2 separate regions of the Triticum aestivum genome follow, and region 2 is linked to region 1. Evidence: chromatin contacts called from public Hi-C data. All regions are on one chromosome and are shown on one strand. The core of a region is the stretch at or near the end of the contact, and the rest is flanking DNA. Distances in the headings are between cores, read along the strand shown.

Region 1 (2,751 bases), core at 167-2,666:
GGAGGGTAGTACTTGGAGTTCGGATGACCTACTTAGAGGAGATCTATCTCTCTTTTTTGCAACGCTTGATGGGTGAGGTAGCGACAAGTAGTTGTGTGCGGTTCTAGGGCATACGGTGTTATTTTGCGTCCAGAAACGTAAAATTTATTGTTGTAACGCTATGATGGTGGGCTCTTCACCCCTTTCTTCTACTCCCTCCTTACCATATTGTTAGGCATACTAGTTTTAGCACGAAAATTAACGCATCAATCATCGTTAATTGAGCCATCTTAGCAGGAAGCGTCCACGACTCAAAAAACGAGGAGGAAGGCATGCACGACCTCTTGGGACCATCTCCAGGAAATTAGCGATACTCTATAACAACTCCAGAGAGGAAATCGACTGCATGCGTCTTACATATTGAGACTGCATGTAAAAACTAATACGTCTGACAAAATGGGAAGGAGGGAGTATCAATTTATGATACACACTCGTGTGTATTCTAGAAAAAAATCATACAAGACAAAGAAGAAGCAATACTTTGAATTCCAAGCAGTTCATGCACCCAAGGCAACTAGAGCTCAACATAGTCAACTACACTGACTCGATTAAGGTCTTATTGACCAACTAATTGTGTGAAAAGAAAACTGCACCTCCAACGGCGACGAGCTTATAAGAAAATGACTCGAACATCTATATGCTGCCACTTAGAGTCGCGAGTAAATTAAGGGCTAGCCTTTTCAAACGAGCTTCGTTTTCTCTGGTATGGCTGCCGATGACTGGGACAGAAATAGTCTTGAAAGTACGCAGCCTCGACGAGAGCATACTTACTTAATTACATGTGGTATGTATCGTATAGATACATACTACGTCGGTTGATAGATAGGTTCGTGAAACATGCAGTGCAATTGCGATGTATACCCAAGCCATAAGAAAATCAAATCGGAGGCCAACACGAAGTTCCATCAGGAGCACGTCACCCCGTACTCGACATGAACGAACCCCAATAATGCACGCAACCGGTCCGGACGTAAAAAAAACTAGTGCTAGACGGCGAATATCTGGCATCACGGACGGACGGACGGCTGCGGGCGGGGCAGAGAACGTTGACCGCGGGTGTGAACCGTCCGATCGCTGGATGTCGGCATCACGGCGTCCCCATTTTGCTTACGGCCCAAGAAAAATCGTTCCGGCCACGCAACTTGGCATCCAAGTTTAGCGCACCCCGCCCCACCGCCAGGCGGGCCCGACCCGCACCAGGACCCGCGTGTCGGCCGCGGAGGCGGTGGGTGGAGCACAATAAGGTCGCAAGTGGGCACGACAAAGGCGTGGACCCGCGTTATTTCTCCGCCCAATAATATTTCCCCCACCGCCGCACGGCTCCTCTACCCCCGACCTTCCTCTCGCCTTTGGCCCCGCCCCCGCCCCCGCCCCCTTGCCGCCGCCGCAGCGATTCTCCGAGCCGAGTCCTTTGCTTTGACCAGCCACGTATCGCCGCCGGCCGAGGGAGCGTCTTCGGCGGGGTAGCTCCGGCAATCGCAGCCGGGGGATAAAGTGGGCTCCGTAGGGGAGTCCTAGGGGGGGGTGACAGGGGGTTAGATCGGGCAAGATGAACCGCTCAATATCCTACGCCGTGACCCCTGCTGATGCTGCCGCTAACCCTAGGTAAGCGTCGGTCGGTGAATCGATCGATTCGGCTCGCCCCGTGCATGGATCTACGCGACCCGCCCGATTGTTAGGCCGTGTGTGATAATTTTATATCTGTATATGTTCGATCTGGTGTATTTTCTTTTGTGAGAATTAGCTAGGCTTTTTTGTTCGGTTTCGATCATCTCTGGCACCGGGAAGCTGGTTGTTGACTGCTAAAGTTGTAGATTTAGGATTTACGTAGTGGATTCCGTGCACCCTTGACTCGCTAAATATTAAAAATTCCATCTTTGTTGTGAATTTCGCGTTAGCTTATCTCCATCTTGTTTGTGTGGTGAGGAACTAGTTATTTTCATCACAACTTTGCTAGATTCAACTTGAGACATCATTTGCCTTTTACTTCATGTAATTTCCTGATTAGGCCAGCTGTTTCAAATAATATTTGGCTTACGAAGCATATTTTCGTGCGCAGGTGAATACATGATAGTTCTGCGTCGTAATCGTAATATCTGAGCCCCGTTATTAACGCAATAGATTTTTTCAAGCCATATATCCTGTGATTTTCTCATTAGGCCAGCTGTTTCAAATATTTGGTCAACGAAGCGTTTTTCGCGCTTAGATGAATATGTGTTTGTTTGGGGTGATAATTATAAATTTTGAGCCCAATTAATGCAGTAGGTTTTTTAAAGCCCTGTTCTCCTGATTAGGCAAGCTGTTTCAAATATTTGGTTTACGAAGCATAATTTTCGCGCGCAAATGAATACATGATAGTTCCGGGTGATAATTGTAATTTCTGAGCCCATTAATGCAATAGCTGTCTCAAGCGCGCTATATATGACTGAACTCTTGTGCTCACACCCTTCAACAAATGGCGGCTTCTGCATATGAGGACTTTATGGGTGCAAATCAATAGATAATTCCATATTGAAGTATTTTGCTTTTTATTTTATTTTATCTAGTTCGTTGTTTGTCGTGCTTATGTAACATGATAGTTTTGGGGAATTTACTCGTATGTTTAGCTGCCGACAGAGTACTGAGATCTTTGATTTGCATATATTCTGTTTGCTTGATTTAAGATATTCTAGTTTTTTTGTCCTTTTTCTGTTCGTCGCTTATAAGACCGAC
Region 2 (2,751 bases), core at 140-2,639, 730 kb before region 1:
CGATGTCGACACAACCCACCATGTGAAGGTGCACCAGGGCCTAGCATAAATTTCTTTCTTGAAGTGAACAAAAAGAGATAGAATTAACAAACCATCACTCGGCCTCACTAGCGTTGTTCGGGCCAAGTAGGGTAATAAAATCAGCAACAATTTTCAGGCCAGAAAAGCCAGCTCGCTAGCCATCGATGTCGACACATCCCACCAATGCAATGCAACCACCCGAGATGGATCGAGCTAGCTTAGACCGATAGATTACCCATACTGCAGGGCAACTGGTCGACGCACGCCAAGATGATGGACGTCCATTTCTACACCAATAGCTTAGTATATATCGCGCGTATCTTCTTTTTCTCGGGCTGATGGCGGATGGGTGTTTCGTGTACGCCTACCTAGCAGGACCGGTGTTAGGGCGGTGCTAAAGCGAAAGCGATCGACATGATGCTGACCGGTGTGCACTGCACCAGCACCGGAGGGGAAAGTAGATGGAATTTCTCCTCCATTCCCGCCGCGTGGTACGCAGCTACACTTGTTCAGCCGTTTCCACGGACAAGAACGAGCAGCACTTTACACGGTTCCACCCGGTGGATTGTGGTGCTGTTCGCTGACAAGCCAGCGGAGAATTGTTCATGATCAAAGTGTGTTGTGGATCACTGGTTAACTCGTAGGACATGTATGGTCAATCGATCTACCTAGACCAGTCACCAGCGTAAGTAGAGTTGATTTCTAGGCTTAGTCATGTCGAAATATCAAGTGACCCAGCTGATTAATCGATCGAACGAAGCAAGTAAATAAAAGGATCAAACTGGAACAGGGGGGGCTAGGCTGGGGCACGTACGTAGAAGGCGACGACGACGCCGGCGGTGTAGTCGGCCGGCAGCTTAATGGAAGCGCCGAAGAAGCCATGGCGGTAGGCCGACTTGGATATGAACCCAGACCCTGCATCGTCATACTCACTTAGTTTGGAATAATTATCGGGTTCTCGATCGATGGAGCGATCAAATAACTGCCGAAAACCAAATCTACTTTGATCGCGATCAGGGTATGTAAACGGGTATCGGAAATACATACCGTTCCATTGATTGAATTACTCACCGGTGTATCGGTCCAGCTTGAGCGTGACGCTCCGGCCGTCCACCGACCGCACGAGGTTGTCGCCCCCAAAGAGCGGCGCGTACCCGGCATCGAACGGCACCGGCGACGTGTCCAGCGCCGCCGCCGCGGCCGTGGCGAAGACCGCGAGAGCCGCCATGAGAAGAGCACTGGCTGCTGCCATGGCAACTCGCTAGTCCGATCGATCGACGGAGCTCGATCCTGCACGCAGGAGGCAGCCGCGGCTCTATGCGTGTATGTATTTCTGTGTCCGTGTGGCGTGCCTGTGCCGCGCGCGTCGATATATATGCATGTCATCTTATGTTTCCTTTGTCGAGACGATGCGATTGGGCTCAGTTCCTTTTTGGCGGAGCCGCCGGCGGCCTACGCCGACTTGTGGGCCCGGAGTATTATACTATCTCTAATACGAGTAATGCTTATATTTGACCAAACAAAAATGCACTTAATTCTCATACATAATTTTTTTGGACCTATTCTCTTTTTTTAACGGATTTTTTGAACCTATTCTCATGCATCTCTATCGTTCTATTTCCGCAACAAATCATGTGACATCTATCCTGGAGTGAGTTAAAGCGGACGGCCTAATCTAGACGATCCATTTATTCATCTGCTTTAGAGCATCTCCAATAGATGGTCCATATGTAAAAATATCTAACTTTTGAACCGTCTGGGGCAAAAAACGCTGCTCCAATAGACGGTTCATATGAAAAAAAATTGGACCGCGGCCTCCTCGTGATGTAAATACAACACCTCGCGGTGCAAATATACATCACAAGGTGCATCTGGTCCAAAACCAGCAGCCGCCCGCGAACGCCCAACCGCTACTTCATTTCCTTTCCCGCCCGCGCCCGTCCGCCCGCCCGAAGAACAGCCGGCCGGAATCCGCAGCCGCGACCGCCCAAAACCTCACCGTCGGCGCCGCCACCACCCCACATCCCCGCCGCCGCCCTCCGCCGCCGTCGCCTCCCCGCCGCCGTCCGGACGCCGCCGAATCGGGTGGCAGCCGGCGCGGGATTCGGCCCCTCCGACGGTCCGGCTGTAGGCCTCCGCCGGGTCTTATAGGCTGCCGCCGACCTCCTCCCGTCGGCTGTGAGCCTGTCCACGGCCGTTGCGCCGGCCACACGATCGCCGCACCAAGCCCTCCGCCCGGCTGCCGAACTAGTCTGCGCCGCCCGCCGAGCTCCTCTTGGCCGGCCTCCTACCTCATTTCTTATCACCGCCACCGTCCGGAGCCGACCGCAGCCGTCCGCAGCAGCCAATCCAACCGGCGGCCATCTTCTTCCACCGCGCGCACAAGGTGTTCGACGGAATTCCCCAAGGTAAAAAAATGACAAAACTTGATGATTTAACTTGGGATTGGATAGTATGATTGACGGTGGTTGTTTGAATTGTAGATGAGCTCGGTTGACTCCTCTTTCGTGGATGATTCATCGTCGGACGAGGAATTTGATTTGCATGAAGAAGAGGAGATTGCTATGCTAGTGGCCATGCACAAGAGGAAGAAACCGAAGCACGGTGGTTCCGTTTATGGTCGTGCGTTCATTCGGAGAGAACGGATTGATGCGCACAAACGGTTGGTGCACAACTACTTTGCATCATCACCTGTTTTTCCGGAGAATTATTTTCGACGCCGTTTCAAAA

Evidence for each region. Hi-C and Micro-C count contacts between places; a contact is called where the count stands out from the background.
Region 2: a Hi-C map of leaf shows a contact between it and region 1, with 7 times the contacts expected there. The contact joins the promoter of LOC123181492 here to the promoter of LOC123181490 in region 1. A contact is called at or near these places in 2 of 5 Hi-C or Micro-C datasets (both in leaf) and 1 of 1 datasets of contacts at active chromatin or transcription factors (leaf).

The regions. Positions count from the first base shown.
Region 1 is chr1D:284,057,891-284,060,641 of IWGSC CS RefSeq v2.1, reverse strand. It overlaps LOC123181490 (inactive poly [ADP-ribose] polymerase RCD1), which reads left to right and starts at 1,416. Exons shown (of 7, transcript XM_044593756.1): 1 at 1,416-1,644.
Region 2 is chr1D:284,791,861-284,794,611 of IWGSC CS RefSeq v2.1, reverse strand. LOC123181492 (probable xyloglucan endotransglucosylase/hydrolase protein 29) reads right to left here and starts at 1,389. Exons shown (of 4, transcript XR_006491750.1): 1 at 1,093-1,389; 2 at 836-936.